Linked DNA regions of Nomascus leucogenys: region 1 is linked to region 2. A link is a contact called in public Hi-C data. All regions are on one chromosome and are shown on one strand. Each heading gives the region's core, a stretch centred on a gene start, on an enhancer-like site or on the middle of the called end of the contact. The rest is flanking DNA. Distances are from core to core; before and after follow the strand shown.

Evidence for each region. A called contact is a pair of places that touch in the nucleus more often than the background predicts.
Region 1: a contact with region 2 is called in a Hi-C map of an unstated tissue, with 2.2 times the contacts expected there. The contact joins the enhancer-like site here to the promoter of TFF3 in region 2. A contact is called at or near these places in 3 of 4 Hi-C or Micro-C datasets (a lymphoblastoid cell line and an unstated tissue).

What each region holds. Positions count from the first base shown.
Region 1 is chr25:27,484,329-27,488,047 of Asia_NLE_v1, reverse strand. No RefSeq gene overlaps it. Among named protein-coding and RNA genes, the nearest start is that of RSPH1, 32 kb to the left of the region's middle. Within about 2 kb of position 1,902, the one cell type or tissue checked has an H3K27ac peak away from gene starts, as active enhancers do. A contact at or near this core is called in a lymphoblastoid cell line, where this site is marked.
Region 2 is chr25:27,364,335-27,368,246 of Asia_NLE_v1, reverse strand. It overlaps TFF3 (trefoil factor 3), which reads left to right and starts at 2,649. Exons shown (of 3, transcript XM_003280666.4): 1 at 2,649-2,946. The coding sequence starts at 2,715.

The DNA.
Region 1 (3,719 bases), core at 653-3,152, 120 kb before region 2:
ACTTGTCATGGCTACGGGTCCACAGCCTTCATGACAGAAGCTCCCTGCTGCCCTCCTTTCTTCCAAGTGTCAACTCCCTTCCAGAATTGGTTGCATCTTGTTCACTCTCCGCTGGCATCAGGCAGTTACTTTTTGTAATTTCTCCAGCATGGACAGCTGCTGTCTGCAGAAGGGTTGGCTCTGGCAGGAGCTGACCAGATACGGAGCCTACAGCATGTGACTCTGGGTAGAGAAAAGTTTCGATCACCAAATGTCTTTATCATAAGCTGAATTATTAAGATATTCATCTTGATCTAAAAATGTGCGTGATTCCTGTTTCAGATATCCCTACCACCTGGGGCTATTCCCAGCCTTTGGCAGCTCTCTTAAGTCTCCTTGGCGTCAGCATCCTCAGAGCAGGCCCCCTGCCAGTGTAATCGTCCGATGGGCTCTTCCTGTGCACTGCACAGACAAAATCAATTTACCGAGGCCACGGCAGTAGAGAAAAGGTGTCACTGACATGAGGCTGGCCCACGCAGAAGAACTGGAGTTACTACTCAAATCATTCTTCCCAAAGGCTCGGACACTAGGGTTTTTATGGACAGTTTGGTGGGCAGGAGGCTAGGGAATGGGTGCTGCTTATTGGTTAGGGATGAAATCTCAGGGGTGCAGAAAATGGTCCTCATGTGCTGAGTCCACATCTTGGTGGGGCCACAAGACCGGTTGAGTCGTGAGTCCCAGATCCCCAAAGGGTCAGTCTGGAAAAATAATAATAATTAAAAAAAAAACCACTTAGGTTTTACAATAGTGATGTTATTTATAGAAGCAATTGGGAAAATCACAAATCCCCACATGGCCCCTGGAAAGAGGGGATTATAGAAACTATGCCTACATTTTAGCAGAATTCAGGTCCCTCCTATAATCCTATCCTTGTGGCCTTTCGTTAGTCTTACGAGGTGGCTTTCAGTTCCTGAGCACGGATGGAGTTAGTTTTAGGAAGGGACGGTTATCCTCCTTGCTTTCAAGTTAAACTATAAGTTCTCCCCAAAGTTAGCTTGGCCTATGCCCAGGAATGACCAAGGATGGCGTGGTAGTGAGAAGCAAGATAGAGTCAATGATGTCAGACTTCTCTTACTGTCATAGCATACTGCAAAGGCAGTTTCACTGGAGCCTGTCTAGGGGATATCTAGCACCACCCTGCCTCAATGCCTTCTTGAGCGGGGGTTTTGGGACCTCCACCTTGGAGAAACCCTTCAACTCCACCTGCTCTTCCCCCAGCTGGTGTGAGGGCTGGCCTTGACCCCGGATAACTTCTCTGTTCTCCTGCCCTGAGATCGCAGCCTCAGGGGACACTCTCGTTGGGTCTGCACACAGCAGTTTGTGGTTATGGTGGCGGTTTTGAGTGGGCAAGTGGATAGTGGAGAAAGGGGAGGAACTGTGGTCAGGGCACCATTAATAGAGGGAGGCAGGGAAGGGACAGAAGGTAGAAAAGGGTGGAGAAAGAAAGGCGGAGGGTGAAGGAAGCTGCTGCTGCTATCTGAAATCATGGTGGAGTCACGGTTCAGGGTTAAGAATAGTTCTGGTCAGAAATATCGTTATAATTAAACATTAATCAGGCTGCACTTTGACCCACTTCCTTGTAAGGGAAAGTCCCATAGCATGAGATACCAACCACCTGCACCTCACTGTCCCTCTAGACAGGAACTTCCCTGCTGTTAGAATCCTAAGGCTTCTGTTTAAGAATTGCTTAAGCAGATCCTGAATTCCAGCAGAACAGCTGATGCCAATTGGTTTGAAGATCCCTACAACAGGAGCCGAGACAGCATGAGAACACCACTTTTTCCATCTCCCTGTCCACGGCCTCATTCCACTCTCCAACCTATCAACCCTCTCCACACTGCAGCCTACGCTAAAAACCCTTAAAAACCCTAGCCCCACACTCCTTGGGGAGATGGAGTTGAGGTTTCCTGCCATCTCCTCTTCTGGTAGCCCCACGATTAAGCCTCTTTCTCCGCTGTAGCCTGGGGTCTTGGCATATTGATTTGCAGAGTGCATCAGGCAATGGACCTGTTACAGGTACAGGGGAATCACACTGTGCGAATGCTTTTCTTTCTTTTTTATTCTTTCTTCTTTTTTTTTTTTTTTTTTTTAGAGATGGGGTCTCACTCTGTTGCCCAGGCTGGAGTGCAGTGGTGTAATCACAGCCCACTATAGCCTCAACCTCTTAATTCAAGAGATCCTACAACCTTAGTCTCCTGAGTACTTGGGACTATAGATGAATACCACCACACCAGGCTCATTTTTTTGTTTTTTGTAAAGACACGGTCTTGCTATGTTGCCCAAGGTGGTCTTAAACTCCTGGGCTCAAGCGATCCTCCCGCCTTGGCCTCCCAAAGTGCTGGGATTACAGCCATGAGCCACCAAACCCAGCTGAATACTTTTATTTCTAAACCTAAAGTAGCATGCAGCACTGGAATTCTGGAAGACCTCAAGCAGGATTACAGACCCCAGGCCCTGCTGGAGCTGGTCAGCCACTGCTCTCCTAAGTCACTCTTCCTTAGTGACACATGAGGGCTGCTGGCCTGTGTTTACTGCTGTCCCTGTCCACCGCTGCTGCTCTGTGGTTTACAGAGACAAGCGTCATTGCAGCGCCCACGTCATCGCGCCTTCCCCATCTCCACCTTGCTGCGCTCCTGCCTCACACTCACATGTGGTGCCCTCGCCCGACCTGACCCGTACTTTCTGCCCCATACTCCTCTTTTCCTCAGCCACTTCCTTCCATTTCACCCTGCACAGAGGCCTTCCCCGCCTCTAGACTCTTTAAGGCCTCTCTGGTGTCCTCTTTCCTAGCTCTTTTGTTTTTCTGTATGCTGTTAAACCAGGTTTAGCCTCCGTACATATTTAAGTTCAGCCTAAAGATTTATCTGTAAGTCGTCAACACTAACAATAGGAGGTGTAAGCAGATTGGCCTACACCTGTGCCAATCACCGAGTCTTGGCCAATCAAATGCAACCAACTGTTCGAACTGTATCCAAATAAGGCAAATGTCAAGCCGTAATCAATCCAGCTGCATCCCTACCTCACTTCTGTTTTCTGTACGTCACTCTCCTTTTTCTGTCCATAAATATGCTTCCATCATGTGGCTGGAGTCTCTAAGCCTACCCTGGCTCAGAAGGCTGCCTGATTCACAAATCATTCATTGCTCAATTAAACTCCTTTAAATTTAATTTGGCTGAAGTTTTTTTTTTTTAACCAATGCCACTTACCATAATTTGCAATTCATCCAGTCAATAACTATTTCTGGAAAGCTAAGGGTGTGCCAGCCACTGTGCCTGGGGCTGGGGTAGGCCAGGGAAGCCCTCCAAGGATTCGTTATTCGGACCCTGTATTAGAAAGTTGGTAGAGAAGCAAAAGTGGTCAGACTGCCTTGAAAATATTTGCCACAAACGCACCATTTAAAGGCTGCACCCTCACTGAACACCTGCTCTGTTTAGCGTGAGCATCTCTCTGCTTCTGACCATTGTGTCCACGCGCTTGGCAATCAGTTTTTCTGATTGTCAAATTTTCCACAACTCAATACAAATATAACACCAATGGATGGCAAAGGGAAATTTTCAATCTTGCAAATGCTGTAAGGTTTCATGGAATTGATTGACATTATGTGGGGGACTGCTCAAATTATACACAAAGCTACTGACAAAGGAGGTTCTGGAAAAATGAGACAAAGTAACAATAGGGTA
Region 2 (3,912 bases), core at 1,400-3,899:
GACAAGAGCTCTGCTTTTTCTCTGGAACTTGAACTCCCCCAGGGGAACAGGGCGGCTGGGGAAGGCTGTGGGAATGCAGGCTCTGGAAGGGAGGGTGGGCTCTCCTGTGCCATCCTCTGTTCCTGTACAGAGCCCAGGGCTCCTGGGGAGGGGGCTCCTAGAACAGAGAGAGGGGAGACACACAGGCCTCCCCATCTCCCTCTCCAGAGGCCCAGCCCAAATCCCCCTTCTCTGAGAAGCCTGTGCATCTCCACCTGATGGGAGCCAGCTCTGGCCCCCTTGCCACAGCCGCCGCTCCTACCAGAGCTGGGACCAGGAATCCTCTCCTCTGCCGTCGTGGCTGATCCAGCACACCCGGCAGGCGGTCAGTGTGTGTCCCAGGCACCTGGCTGGGCTGTGCAGCACCACTTCATGCTGTCCTGTGGGGTGAGCACCCTGCGACAGGTAGGGAAACTGAGGTACAGATGGGACGTGACTTGTCCAAGGTCAGGCAGTGCAGGACTTGGGACCCAGTCTTGGCTTCACCATCTTAACTCTGACACGATCCTGTCTCCCTTTGCGGGGCGACTCTTCAAGGACAAGAATGTGTCACCTTTGTTATTCCTTCCCCAGCCCTAAACCCTAGGTGTCGGCAGTAGGAGCTCAGTCAACATTCACTGAGTTAAACCGAAGCAAACCCCAGCGGGGTTCTCGGTGCTGGCCGCAGAGAAGAATCACAGGCGGCAGAACCACCTGTCGGGGCGGGGCCCAGGCATTGATAACCTCCCCACTCCAGGCAATTTTGAGTGCGGCAGGTGGAGACCACATCATCTGCAGAAGCCCCTTTTGGGGGTCCTTTCCCAGCAGATCATGAGGGCCGGAGGGGCAGCAGTCTGTTCCTGGGGTGTTTGCACCCTCCCGGAACTCAGCCCTGCACCATGACCTGGCCTGGCCTCTGGGTATTATGAGCACTGGGAAGGCAGGGAGAGCTCACCAGATCCCCCAGGGATTTCCCCTACAATGACCTTTTTAATAACATGAAAATCCTGCTGTCCATTGATGAACCTGGGTCCACTGTCTCCCGGAAAAAGTGAGTGCCCTGAAAACAAGCAAGGCAATGCTCTTTCCTTCTTCCCCCTTCGCTGGCCTCAGTGGGAGTGGCACATCAGAGGTGAGGGGCCCTCAAATCCATCCACAAAGGGCTTGCTGAGCGCAAAGGCGGGGCCCGGGAGTCACAGGGCAGGACACATCCTGGTGCTCAGCAAGTGCACCATCGGGCTCCCGTGGGTCACTCGGGGAAGGGCAGTTTGTGGACGCACCCTTGGAGGCTCAGGGCCGCCCTGCACACACCACCAGGGACCCCAGCTGGAGGTTAAATCCGAGCAGCCAGGAGCTCCCATTTCTCGGGGTGATAAACCAAGTCCACCCTTCAGACAGAGACTCCTGGAAGGGTCAGTGGGGGTCATCAAAATGCTTCCCTGGACAAGAAACACGGAGAACACAAAATCTAGGAGCCCGTTTTCCTGGAATGAGATTAGTCTCTTGCCCACCACCAGCCAGTCCACTGCAGGAGGTTGGGGGGTTGGAGGGTGCTGCGGATGCCAAGGGCGGAGGCTTAGGGTCCTGGGAGTGGGTTAATTACCAGCTGTACCAGGGATACTGGAGTAATCTCTGATAGGCACCAGAAACGTTGAGTGTTAGTTTCTTCCTCTGGAAAATGGATATAATCATCGCTGTCTCATCCGACATGTTGTTATAAAACAATTCCTGAGATGTAGTCTTTAGTTTTTAAAAGAGTATGCTGGGCAAAGGTGGAGAGTCAGTTCCTGTTTGTGTTAAAAATGTGGCTGAGTGCAGTGGCTCACGCCTGTAATCCTGACACTTTGGGAGGCCAAGGAAGGCAGATCACTTGAGTCCAGGAGTTTGAGACCAGCCTGGCCAACATGGCGACACCTGGTATCTAAAAAAATACAAAATATTAGCTGGACCCATGCTTGTGGCCCAGCTACTTAGGAGGCTGAGTTGGGAGGATCACTTGAGCCCTGCGGGGGCAGGGGTCTCAGTGGGTTGAGATTGTGCCACTGCACTCCAGCCTGGGTAACAGAGCAAGACCCTGTCTCCAAAAAAAAAAAAAAACAAAAAACAAAAAAAAAGCTTAGCTCCAGAGAGAAAAATTCTGAAAGGATACCTACAAAAGTGTTCACAATAGATCAATAGATGCCAATGGATAGGAGAGGCTCTTTTGTATTATTTGATTTTAAAAATCAATTATGTGTACCATGTTTTTACTAACATTTTCAATCAATTCATTTCATCCACTTATTAAAATGTAGTTAATAATTTTTAGGGGAGAAAGCAAAAAGGAAATACAAGGAATCTCTGCGTTTCAGGGGCTGTGAGAGCCGTGGGGTCCTGACTCACTCAGAGCTGCCTGTCTCCGAGGCTGATCCGGGATGGAGCGGCCTGGGGCTCTCTTGTCATGGGACCAGGGGTGTTCTGAGGGATCCTGGCTGGGAGGCTGAGATGGACACCGCGCCCTGGTCCCGCAGCCCCACATGGCTCCTGCACCCTACACCAGGCCAGGCTAGGAGGGCGACTGACACACGTCCGCTCCCCAGTAGAGGACCCGTAACCAGAACTGGAATCCGCCCTTACCGCTTGCTGCCAAAACAGCGGGGGCTGAACTGACCTCTCACCTTTGGGAGAGAAGAGCTGTCTGGGAGCTTGACAAAGGCATGCAGGAGAGAACAGGAGCAGCCAGAGCCGGGAGGGAGAGCCTTCCCCAAGCAAACAATCCCGAGCAGCTGTGCAAACACCGGTGCATAAATGAGGCCTCCTGGACCATGAAGCGAGTTCCGAGCTGCATCCCAGAGCCCACAGTGGTCATGGCGGCCAGAGCGCTCTGCATGCTGGGGCTGGTCCTGGCCTTGGTGTCCTCCAGCTCTGCCGAGGAGTACGTGGGCCTGTGTGAGTACTGCTCTGACTGTTCTGGTGGCAGGGTGGGCGTGAAGGGAAGGGATCCAGGGTAAGGGGGGATTCTGCATTCATTTAATAATGGCCACCTGTCACATATACACTTTTTCCTGCGCTAGCCCTATGAAGTGGGTCTTTATTGTCCCCATTTCACAGACAAGGAAACCGAGGCTCAGAGAAAGTTAACAACTTATCTAAGACAGCCCTGCCCGGTCCGTGTTGAAATCAGGGTTTGAGCCTGAGCCCATCCCCTATGACCCCATAGCCATCTTTGGCGGAGATTTCTAAATTACAATATAGGTCTTTATGCATTATTTCCACATTTACAAAGAAAAAGGAAAGATGCAGGAGAAAACCCTGACTTCAGAACACTTTCAATACCTGCAGGCACACGGTTCACTTAGCCATCGCATAGCAACCCTACGGCAGGGGAGTGGCTGTTTGAAGGAATGAGGGTATGGCTTTTACCCAGGTGTCTTCTGAGCAGGGTCAAAGGCAGCGGTTTCCCGAACTTGCAGCCCATTAGAATCACCTGGAGAGCCTTAACAATCCTAATGCCTGGGGCACACCAGTTACATCAGGGCATCTCCGGGCGAGAGCCAGGCCTCAGTTGTTTTGTTCTGAGATAGCCTCGCTTTGTCACTCAGGCTGGAGTGCAGTGGCACAATCTCGGCTCACTGCAACCTCTGCCTCCTGGGTTCAAGCAATTCTTGTGCCTTGGCTTCAAGTAGCTGGGATTACAGGCATGCACCACCATGCCCAGATAATTTTTTGGATTTTTAGTAGAGACGGAGTTTCGCTATGTTGGTCAAGCTGGTCTCAAACTCCTGGCCTCAAGTGATCCTCCTGCCTTGGCCTCCCAAAGTGCTGGAATTACAGGTGTAAGCCACCACGCCCAGCCAACGTCAGTCATTTTTAAAGCTCTGCAGCTGATTCCAGTGTGAGCGAAGTTTGGACGCC